Regions from separate parts of the Mus musculus genome. Here region 2 is linked to region 1. Evidence: chromatin contacts called from public Hi-C data. All regions are on one chromosome and are shown on one strand. The core of a region is the stretch at or near the end of the contact, and the rest is flanking DNA. Distances in the headings are between cores, read along the strand shown. Region 1 has its middle 310 kb from the start of 5031426D15Rik. Region 2 has its middle 460 kb from the start of 5031426D15Rik.

Evidence for each region. A called contact is a pair of places that touch in the nucleus more often than the background predicts.
Region 2: a contact with region 1 is called in a Hi-C map of cortical neurons, with 4 times the contacts expected there. The contact joins two enhancer-like sites. A contact is called at or near these places in 3 of 484 Hi-C or Micro-C datasets (cerebral cortex and cortical neurons), 1 of 115 datasets of contacts at active chromatin or transcription factors (neural progenitor cells) and 1 of 9 other capture datasets (liver).

What each region holds. Positions count from the first base shown.
Region 1 is chr2:7,232,164-7,238,279 of GRCm38.p6, reverse strand. It overlaps a transcript of Celf2 not described here. Among named protein-coding and RNA genes, the nearest start is that of 5031426D15Rik, 310 kb to the right of the region's middle. Within about 2 kb of position 3,464, at least 21 of the 459 cell types and tissues checked have an H3K27ac peak or open chromatin away from gene starts, as enhancers often do. A contact at or near this core is called in cortical neurons, where this site is marked.
Region 2 is chr2:7,387,682-7,393,797 of GRCm38.p6, reverse strand. It overlaps a transcript of Celf2 not described here. Among named protein-coding and RNA genes, the nearest start is that of 5031426D15Rik, 460 kb to the right of the region's middle. Within about 2 kb of position 4,222, at least 4 of the 459 cell types and tissues checked have an H3K27ac peak or open chromatin away from gene starts, as enhancers often do. A contact at or near this core is called in cortical neurons, where this site is marked.

The sequences.
Region 1 (6,116 bases), core at 2,215-4,714:
AGAGGACCACCCTTGAATGTGATGTCCAGGGCTAGTTTCGGCCAATAGAGCTCTCTGCTTCCTGAATACCACAGCAATGTGACCTACTGCAAGTACCCACTTCTATGTCCTCCACCATAATGGATTCCCCAAAGCCATGCCAAAATAAATCCTTAGGTTGTTTCCACTAGTCACCCTGCTGAGAAAGTATGTAGTATGCTTTCAAACAAGGCGTCCAGGAATCTTCATGTGTTTGGCTCCCTAAAAATAAATAGAATTCAGTTAGTCACATGCCAATGCTAATGGCCTTTTTAGCTGCCTATCAGCTATCCTTAAATATGTGAGTGTTCTCAGAACTGCTTTCTCTGAATTCTCGGTAAACCTGAAAAGCTGACAGACCAGGTAGGACACAGGCAAAGAAATTGCAGGATGTCCAAAGCCCCTTGAGTACAGAGAACAAGGAAGAGTTCTGATGTCTTAGTCTCTGTCCTATTGCTGTAAAGAGATACCGTGATCAAGGCAATTCTTGTGAGAAACAGCATTAAACTAGGGGCTTGCTTATAGAGGCAGGGAGCATGGCAGCAAGTAGGAGTGGTACTGGAGAAAAAGCTGAGAGCCACATCCTGATCCAAACACACACACACACACACACACACACACACACACACACACACACACAGAGAGAGAGACAGACAGACAGACAGACAGACAGACAGACAGACAGAGACAGAGATAGGCACAGGCATAGCCACAGACACAGACACAAACACAGACATAGAAAGAGAGTGGCTGGGCCTGGTGGAGACTTTTGAAAGCTCCAAAGTCCAACTAAGCATGCAAATACATGAGCCCTAGGGGGCATTCATATTCAAACCAGCTCACCTGATAACCCCGAGCTCCACGTCTGTATATGGCAAACTCTTATCTCAGACTGTTTTTCACTGGCGCGTAGCTGATGCTCTCAGTAGATAGAGACTCCTAAACCAAAATAAGCAGAGTCTGACATGAAGAGAAGAGGAACAGCATGGTCCTCCCAAGCCCCGAGCTGACTCCAAGAAACCTCCTAGGAGACTTTGGAGACCTCAGAACCCTTCAGCTTCTACTCATTACATTTCCTACACAGTCTCTTTCAAATATCTAATTCGTTTTCATTCTCTATATGGATATAAACCCCATGAGAATAGAACCTTGTAAATCATGTGTGTTCATTACTACCTTCAAAATGTTTGCCATACTAATTGGGAACCTACTCTTATTGAATGTCTCTAAAGCACCAAACTGAATGACACAGTTGAAAACTCAAGGTTGTTGTGTCTAAAGAAACAAATAATTCATTATCCTAATGGTAAAGATACTCTCATGACAAGCAAGGAAGTCGGAGAAAGAAACTGGTATGCTTACCATATGCCAAGCACACATTGCCCTGTCTATTCTCTGTGTGTCTCACTAACCTCCCTCCCCAAATTTCAGAAGTGTGTGCTCTTCAATTTGAGTTAAAATAAATGACATCTCAGATTAATTTATATCTATTCACTTCCTGGCATTGGCTCACAGGAGTCTGACTAGGCAGACCATATCTTTTCCAGGCCACTAGTCCAGAAATGTGTAGCTAGAGAGTAAAGAATGTTCAGAAAGTTTCACAACTCTAAATTACAGGCACATTCAAACCCTAAGATCTCAAAGCTTCAGGATGTGGAAAGAGCGGACACTTTGAATCCAATTGAGCTAATGAACACTGATGCTAACACAGGGACCCGGTCTTCCCTGAAAAGCTATTAAATGCTGCATCCTCAACTCTAGTGGGATGTGTCCTAAATTTCTCCAGTGTTGCTGCTTTGGGCCTCGGTTTCTAATGTTTCTCAGTGTTAGGCTTGTGTGTCCTCTATCCAGATCCATTTTCTTATGCTCTGAAGTTACCTCCAAACTAAGAGTTTTCCCCCATGTCTTAGAAGAAACCTGACGCTTATAAACCACGCTGCTGTTACTGAGAACTCTCTTCAGCATGATTGAGTAAATTGTCCCACGGGCTTTAAATTGCTCTAGATCTGGAACACCTAGGAGAACCTACCAATTGATTTTGACCTCTTTTTAAAATTTCACCTTCTTAAATTTAATTCACACTCTCTTTATATCATTTGGGATAAATATCTTTCTATGCCTTCTGCTACATAAACTGTACATTGTTATTACTCTAACTGTGTTCTCTGTGGATTGCTTAGATACTTTAAGCAATACTTTAAGAGTAGCCATTCTTGCTTATAAAAGGAACAGTGTGTGTGTTTGAAGTTAACTGCTTTCCAGGGAGAATGTTGGAAAGACTCATGTCCTCCATATTGGAAAATGAATTGAAGGTACATGGTTTAGAAATCTGGATACTGCAAAAGATGCCTTAACATTCACCAGGTCTTTGCTTAAGCAAGCCATTAGGAAGCACAACTGAGGAAGAAAAATTGCCTTCCATAAGACTGTTAAACAAGAACATTAGTCGTTTCATCCCTCAAAGAGTTTTAGTTGACTATTCACTACTGATGAATCCTACTTACTATATTATTCAATGTGCTCTCATTTTATAAGTTAGATGATAAAGGAATAACAGAATAATTATATGCCAACCAAGATACTCCATCTGCCTTTGTTTGTTCTTTTTCTCCTAGCCCATCGCCCACTTTCCCCAAATGCTTCCTCTAATGCAGTAATTTTGCTTTAGCACAGACCTATGATTTTAATCAGTCCATCTGTGTCATTCTGTGTGGGGGAAGGAATTGAATAATCTGTGCTTGTTCAGTTCACATCTTCAGTGTGAGGGTGTATCCACAAACACACAGCGCCTTACAGAAGCACACTGAGCAATTGCAAAGACAGTCCCAGCATCCTCAGTCTTCACCAACTTGGTCTTTTTTTTTTTCTTTCATTATGTTAGATATTAGACCAGAAGTAGTATGCCATCTGGGTAGAAAATAACCCTGATATACCCACCATCTTGATTGACGCATACTAGGGTCTCTAAGCAATGGTGACTGGTCCCCTAACTGTAAAGAGTCAGAAGCCAAACACGTGGAGCCCCTTTCCTCATTATAGTGACAGGACTCAAGTGACTAGTCAAAACCAGATCTTCTGTAGTAATTAAAGTAGGGCTTCATTAAGAAGTCAAATTTGAACAAGGGCAAGTGTGGAACCTGTTAATAACATCAGAAGGTCTTATGGGTTAGGTGACAGATTAACAAGGATGGGCTAGATGGCATGGGGGGTGAATTAACTAATATCTGCTAGTGGTTACAGCAAATTCAACACCTTAGAATTATTGACTATGAAACTGCAGAAAATATAACTGCAGGTAGACCAGGCAAAGGTGAAAATTCTAACTAAGATTTCAAACAGATGGCTCCCACTTTCCCCATACCTCTCATTCTCTGCACTTGTGAAGGAGCTGTGGAGTTCACAAAGTGTACATTTTTGTGCCTCATTAGATAAAATGTGATGTCACAGAGTGACAGTTGCCAGGGGAGCTCTAATTTGGAACTGCCAACGTTAGACACCCTACGACTCGCGACCGTGGTACCGCATTGAACTTTTCTCACTGAATGTCTTTTAGAAAGAGAGAGAAAACAGCTGTGAACATCCATTCAAATACCTACTCATCATGTTTTATTCCTATGAGTAATCACTTTCAGGTTCAGCCTGACATTTGGAACTTTTTTTTTTTTTTCTAAACGGAAGACTTTAAATTAGCACAGACACCTTTTCTCATTAGAAACAGAGCCAAACTCTTGGTGAGCTTGAGCAAGCAGGATGATAGCTAAAGAAAACACTCATCACAACATGTGATTGCATTTTGAAATTGTCCTTTGGACCTGGTGGTCTTTATATACAGAAGTGACTCAAAGGGCTCAGGACTCATTCATTGTGCTGGTTAGTTCTGTGTCAGACGAACACAAATAGAGAGTCAGGTTGGAAGATGGAGCCTACATTGAGAAAACACCTTCATCATATTTGGCTGTAGACAAGATCCTTGAGGGTATTTTCTTCTGACTTAATAATTGATTTGAGGAGGTCCAGCCTACTGTGGGCAGTGCCTTTCATGGGCTTGGGCATGATAAAAATGCAATCCTGGCACGCTGTGAGAAACAATTAGGTAAGGAATGTTCCTTAGAGCCCTCTGCTCCAGTTCCTGCCTCTAGCTTCTTGCCTTGACTTCTTGCTTAGACTTCCCTCTATAATGGACTGTGACAACTGGGAAATAGATGCTGAAATATACCCTTTTATCCCCAAGATGCTTTTAGTCATGGTGTTTATCACAGCAACAGAAAGCACACTAGGACTTTTGCCATCCCTGTTCCCAAAATCTTACCTCAAAGCTGTTACCAGAGGCCATGGCACTTAGAAATGTTCCCTTAAAAAATTCTAGAAGCTCTCCAAAAGCAAGGAAAAATAGCATTGATGCCAGCACCAGCCATTCTGATGGTAAATAGCTTAAAGCATCACAATATACTTACATATACTTAAGATGTTAAAACACTGGCAGGAAAATATGTTTTGAAGAAAATTTGGAACTGTAGGATTCGGGGATGTAAGCAGAGATGTTGGTGACTCACTCCCCATCCTTTTCCTTTTTGGAAGAATATCCACATTTAACTTTCAGGCCCTCCTCAAGGTTTTCAGTATGGCACAGGTGGAATTCTTCCACTAGTGGGAGAGTACTAGTCTGTAACATAGAATAATGAAAAATGGGGAGAGTGTTGAGCAAAATTTCTAAATTCTGGCCAAACCTCTGATGCAGTGTAAGTGAGAAGCAGTGGGTGGGGACCTGCATCCCTTCCTAGGAGTGAAAGGCTGTGCTGCACATTTTAGAATCGCAGTTTACTTGAAGCATGGAAAGATACTGACAAAACATATTTGCTGGTGTTGTCATGAGAAGCCGCAGGGATTACGGTGAGATGCTTTGCACCAACCGTGCTTCCCATACAAGTAGCCTTCCTGTTTGTTGTTTTTGTCCCAGCAAGGCTTCCTTCCCCAGGCTCCTATCTTTGCTCTCAGGTGCCACAGATGTTTAGGCAGGCTTCATTCTCAAAGCTAAACAAAAATTAAAGAAATTAATATTTTAGACTCTACTCAAGACTAATATGAACCAAAATTTCTGCCATATGGAGCAAAGGACATGGTACCTTTTCCCTACCTAGAGATGTCAATATGGATGCTGACAGGTAGAGGATAAAATGGGTTTTATATCCCTCTACTCCCTTTTAAGTGGCTTCTACCTGACTCCTCCAGCAGTTCTGGTGCTGTTCACAGCCAAAGATATCTAGAAGCTTCACCTTGTAGATTATGTGAGCACAATTCCATTTTTAACATCTTCTGAAAGAATGAAGTTATGATGTCTTAAAGATAACCTTGACTTAGCAGGAAAGGTGAGAAAGAATACAATGTCCTGTCATTTGACCACATGATAAGGCTCGTCAATGAGCTTCCACATGTCATCTTTCAGAACTCTGGGACAATTGGTAGTGAGCATGAACTCTCTTGGAAAAAACTCCTTATATGCATGTGTGTTTTCTCTGCTCTCCTTGAGAAATTACTCTGTTCCTTTTCTAGATAATACAAAACACTAATATAAAACTCAACAGGTAGAAAATAGCCATTTTTCCTAACCTTTTGACCTAGTCTCTCCATTTCTGTCCCAACCCTAGAGGCAGTCATTATTATCAAGGCTATAAGACAGTCTTCTAAAATAATAATGACATACAAGTATACAACACACACACACACCAATATCACTATAAGATACATATTTTTCAGTACCTGGTTTTGATTTTTTTTACTCAAAATATACCTTATACCTTATTCATTATTAGTGCATACATAGATGTCTCAGTCTTTATAAATATTGTATAAAATTGTATGGCTTACTATACTTAAATTCTCACTTGTATCATGCCTTGTATATAAAAAAGCTAGAAAAAGCTTACCCACCTACTGTGGATTTACATGTTAACAGAAGATATGAAGCCCCTATGACACCATGTCTTCCTGTCTAGGAACATGGTATGCCTGTCTCTATGTTTTTCTTCTGAGTTCTTTCATAATGCTTCAAATTTTTATTATATTTGTTATTCATTTCCTATTGGCCTAATAAATGGTCT
Region 2 (6,116 bases), core at 2,973-5,472, 150 kb before region 1:
ACTGAAGGATGCCTCCCTCATTAATAAAACATTGAACAACACTGAAGTCACATTTGCCCTACCCACTTTTCCAGCACATAAGGAACCATCAGTGGCCCCAATTTCCGATCCCTAAACATAGCTGTTAGAGGGTCTTTTATGCTCTCCCTGCTGAAGGGCTGTGACATGACAGTTTCCGAGTTGAAGCTCTTACACAGTATCCCTGCATGTATCATTAGCCCTTGCGGCATGTGGGAATACTTTACACCTTATAATTGCACAGGTGTTGAAGTAGAAAATATCGGATGAAGAGAATGCACATTGTGACTTTTCACACCAACATACAGACGAAATTATCAACATGCCAGAGTGAAAATATAAAGCCCGTACGAAAGCCATAAGAATTATGTCTTACAGATAGGATGAGATGTTTGCAGGATTTATTGTTAAGGATGGACATAGTATCAACCAAACAAGCAGTATGTTCAAATCTGGGAGGCAGGACGGGGGTCAAAAAATTAAAAAGCTGCACCTTGATTGTCAAAATAATTCTGATGTATTGTAAGTTTACCTAGGAAACTAGTAAAGATAATTCAATTGATTAGCCTCGATTAACTTAGTATTGTGTCAAGTGATAAGGAAATTAGGGTTCTCACCTCACTTCCCATATTTGCTTGGGTTATTTTTCTATGTGCATGTATTTCCATTCTCTCTCTCTCTCTTTCGTATGTATATTTGTATTTAAATTGTCAATACAGGTTGACTTCAAACCTGTGTTTACTGGGTATAAAAGAGAAACAAGAAAAGAGATAAGAGACATAGATAAAAATGTAAGGAAACGTGAAACCTCATCTCTACTCCTCCCATTGGTTTTATTGTTTAATTTCCTGAGTCTGTCTCCTCAACTTTAAAAAGAGAGAAGGAATTATTCCATTCAAATAGTGTAGTTGGTTTACTTTATCCATGATGCAAATGAGTAACTCCTGTGAAAAGAAAAAAGCAGGTATGGTAGATTTTTTGTGTCAATGGTCCAAATAAGGAGAGCTGTGAGTGAGTCAATTATAGATCCTGATAGTCACTTCTGCACTGCATTGGTGCAGGCTGGCACCTATCTCTTGGTTTAGATCCTTCCATGCTGACACTGGAATATCCCACAGGATATTCTGGGGAAATATCACAACAAAAGACTGAGTGTCAAGACACAAGCAGTCCTGAACACTGCTGGAACGGCTCTTGCATAGAGCATGGGGTGGGGGATGGAGTACAGATACCGAAATTTTTCATATGCTTTTCAAATGTACTTGAAAATTTTGGTAAGATTTCATTGATAAACAGAACTATGGAACCACCACAATCAAGAGGTAGAAAATAGAAAATAGACATCCAAGCAAAAGTTTCCTGGTATCCGTATACAGACATTGTTTTCCCCTCCATGCCTTTTTGATTGGCTTTCTTTTACTAGATTAATTTGCATAGTACATAATAATAGAAGACTGGAATATTATTTTAATAGATACATTTATTTCTTTTATTTTATTTATATGAGTACACTGTAGCTGTCTTCAGACACACTAGAAAGAGGGCATTGGATTCTATTACAGATGGTTGTGAGCCACCATGTGGTTGCTGGGAATTGAACTCAGGACCTCTAGAAGAGCAGTCAGTGCTCTTAACCTCTGAGCCATCTCTCCAGCCTCCTCTCTGTGCTTCCTTGTGCCATCGTTTGTTTTTTTTGTTTGTTTGGTTTTTTTTTATTCTTTTAACCTTTAAGAGTCATACATAGTTGTACCCATTACTACAAAATAGCATTTCACTGTATGGGTAAACCACATGTTTCTTCACCTAGTATTCCACAGTGCCAACATGTACATCTAAGACAGGGTCTCATGTAGCCCAGGATAGGCCCAATCTCCTTGTATAGCTGAGGATGACCTTGGAGTCTGGTCTTTTTTATACCATGAATGTTGGTATCACAGATCTGTTTTCCCCGCTTAAATACAACAGGGAGTTTTCTCCTAATTTAGGGTTTGTTTGTTTGTTGTTTGTTTTGAGACAGGGTGTCTCTTCATCATTCTAGATGTCCTGGAATTCTCTAAGTAAACGAGGCTGGCCTCAAACTCAGAGATCTGCCTGTCTCTGCTTCTCTGTTTGGGGCTAAAGGCATACCCCACCATATCTGGCCATTCTTCTAAAATTTTTATCTGTAAATTTTACCATTTCATCTCCATCTGTAGATCTATCATGTGTTAAGAGCTACTTTATTGAGATTCATATTTTTCCCATATGAATGGCTAACACTGTCGGTATAAAAACCACTTTCCCCTCTTTAGTTACTTTACATCTTTTACTAGATTAAAACTGAGTTAGTAGGTCAAAACTGAACTACTACTGTGTTATGTATGTGTGTTGGTCTGTAGAAATGTCTCTATCCTGTGGCACATATTTGTGTATCTAACCTTTATTAATTTCTTGTTGTGCTAGTTGCCTTACATTTAGGGTAAAAATTTAAAAACAGATAGTACAAATCATGCCCATTTGCTCTTCTCTCTCAACATTGCTTTGGCTTCTACAAGTTGTTCTCATTTTCCTATGACTTTCAGAATTGTTAGTAAATTCCTACCCCAATAAAAGTGCTGTTGAAATTCTTCAGAATTCCCTGGAATATGTAGTTGAGTTGTAGAGTGGATGGCTGTACTGACGTATGTCTGCATCACAGTTACTTTGCTGCTGCCCATGAATTTATTGGTTTTTGATTTTTGTTTTCATTCCAGAGATGGACTATAATTTTGAGTATAAGTATTTCTCCAACTTTATTAGATTTATCTCTTAGTATAACAGAGGCATAAGTATTGTTTAAATACAAACTGTACTTTTATCTTATTTTCTGTTTTTACTAATTTGCTATCATGCTATCCTTCATTCATCATGCATGCTTCCTATTTTCTCTAGTGCAATACCATTTTCCTCAGATTTTATTCTTGTTCATTAACCAACCTTTAAAAATTACATTTCAATTTTCTTTTGTTTTCTACTTATATCCTTGCGTTATTTTGACTGCTTTAGGATTAGCACATATATTTAAACTTAATGTAATCCATGTGTCAGTATATTTCTTTTGATCACATTTTCTATTGGTCAGATTTTAAACTATTTAATATGTCCATATATATACATGTATGTGTATATGTAACATTCATATATATTACAAGCTCACCAATATATTATTAATTATTTACTTTCAATTCTTGTATTCTTTTAAAGAATTGAAATGAAATACAGATTTTATGTAACCCAAACTCATTTTTCTTTCCATACTTGGAATACAGCTCTACTAGTAAGAAAGTTACTCTTGGTTTACCTGAAATATTTCAGTTTCCTCTTGGGTTTGAAAATATAGCTTCAGTGAGTGAAGATGTCGTCATTAGCGACCTCTTCTGCTGCCGCTTTCACATTCCAATGTCAACTGAATTTCACAGTTTCTTAGGAATCCAAAATCAGTTCAAGCCCCTCCCAGCAATTTCCTGTGTGTGGCTTCCCTGAGTTGAGATTGTGTTTAAGCTTTCATTTCAGCAGTTAAAACTGCAGTATGTTTAGGAATGACTTTCTTTGTTTCAACCCCACATGAAGCTCACTGGCTTATCTAGACCTAGATTTAATGTCTGGGGAGAAATTGTGCCACATTGTAAAATGCTATCGTCATTTTTATATTTCCTGTTCTTCATAAGCAAACTTGACATAGTCTCCCATAGGTTCCTAACGTTCCCATTTATCCACCCTCTTTCCTCTGTCTTCCAAACTGAGTAATCTATGTTGATAGATCTTTAATGTTATGAGTCTTTATCATTTCCTATTTGTTCTCTAGCCCTGATGAAGTTTTGATTTATTACTGGTTTCAATTAGATTGTTTTTTCTTTGTTTGTTTGTTTTATATTCCTTAAGTTTTCAATAACGATACTATTCATCCTTTAATTATCTGAACTTGTGTATTATAGCTGTGAAAAACCTTTTGTCGGCTAACTCTAGCCCCTGGGAAGTCAGTTCCTCTGTCCTGTCTCTGCTCTTCTCTGTTTGTCACTCTTTTATGTTTATATGCATGTCTGGTTTGTTTTGTTATAAACTTGATATTACAGATTATATAATTCTGTGACAACTTATTTCACGAGCCTTCCATTATCCCACTCTTCCTTCTGCCTGGACATGACTGCCCCTCTTATCTTCCATGTGATACATAGTCACCGAGGTTTCTGCTCAATTACCAAGTTCTAAACATGGCCTCTATTATGAGTCAGCCTGGAGATCTTCCACATGAACGTGTAAAACATGCTCATGTGTGAGAGTTCACGTTTCTTCAGCTTTGAGTTTTCTTGGTTTCTTGTACTGCTTTGCTAAATTCAGATGCTCTGGTTATATCCCTTGGATCCTGCTTAGGACACTTCCAACCCACATGGCTAGTTTCCTGCTGCCCATACATTGCATAATTAGAAAGTGTTTTCAGCTTAAAGAGCATAAAAATTAGATATCTTGTTTCCTGAATCCTTCCGGAATACATTCACCTCTGATTTCTTCCTGCTTTGTGGCTGGACTCTAAAATCTCTACTTCACCTCCATCCTCCAAATATTGTGGGCTTGGGTTACATTCCTCTGCAGTTATCTTGATCTTTAAAGTTTCATCTTACCATCTGTAGCCTCATACTCTGATTTCTGCCAGTGTTTATTAATGGGAACGGGATTTTCCAATGCCACATCATAGGTATTCAGAAATAGCCTTAGTCTATGAACTAAGAAAAACTTCCCCTATGTAATTATTCTTCTTAAAGATCTTTAAACTATTTTGTCTACATTTAGAGATATCCCATTCACTTCAAACTATTAGGAGCACTTTGTATATTATCCAGTCTTTATAAATGCAGAAGGTTTGTATAGTTTGGGACTCCACTGCCCTAACTGTAAATTACTTTTGTACATATATCCATATACAACTGATATCAATGTATCAAGTAAATGGTTTTAAAGTATGCTACTTTAAGTCAAATTTTTATATATTTTTCCAAGCATATCAATCTCAAACCTACCCTCTGGTTATTATACTTCATTTTTAAATGGATGACGCATTCGCATCACACAGATGTATTTTAAGATCTAAAAGTGTTGAAATGTTTTGTTGATACCCATCACTTTGAACAATTAATATATACTAACAAAAATAATTGAGAGCGTTGAAGTTTATTCTTGACTATGCTAGTTAACTGTGATTGCCCATTGGATTTTGAACCACATTGGAGATGTTCCTTTGGGCACGACTCTGAGCACATTTCCAGAAAGGATTGAGGAGAAAGATCCATCCTGACTATAGGCAGCACTGCTTCATAGGCTGGAATTGCAGATTCAGTGAGAAGTAAAGGGTTGCTGAGCACCTTAGTTCATCACTCTCTAGTTTCTAACTACAGCTGGAATGTGACCTTTATCTCCATCATCATGATTACCTGAGCAGGATTTGAAATTGTGTCCCATCAAATTGGTAGTCTAAAAACATCCATTGTCAGGTATTTGTTAATAGCAGTGAGTAAAGTAAGTAGTACAATGAACTTTGTTCTTCTATGGAACAAACTGATGAGATTCTAGCTTAGTCATCTAAAGACTCCAAAGACTCCATCAATAATTGATTGGGGCCATCATTGATGGTCATAAGTATACGGACATCTTATAAAAGATAGATACTTAGGTCATCAATTGGTCATTTTTACTCTTTAATTTGGAATTCAAATGGGGGCTTATTGAAAAATACAAATGTCACTAAAAGAAGTTTTCGGTCAGCAAATAAATACTACCTACAGTAGTAACTAAGAAGTACATGTGTAAGAAACTTCATTGGCATAAGTCAAGAGAAGACCCTGTTCATGAAAACGAATTATAAGAGGAAACCCAGCTCCCTACTGCTTTGGACACTGTAGTAGATTAAAGTGTGAACGCAACCCCCAGGGGAAAAAATGTTGATTGATAATCTCAGCTATCTTATAATGTAAACCTATTGGAAAAGAGCCCACTGCAGATATAATTAGCTAAGATTACACTGAAGTAAAGCTGTCTCTTAATCTAATCTGATATTCTTAAGATATCTGCATAAAGACAGAGGGTCA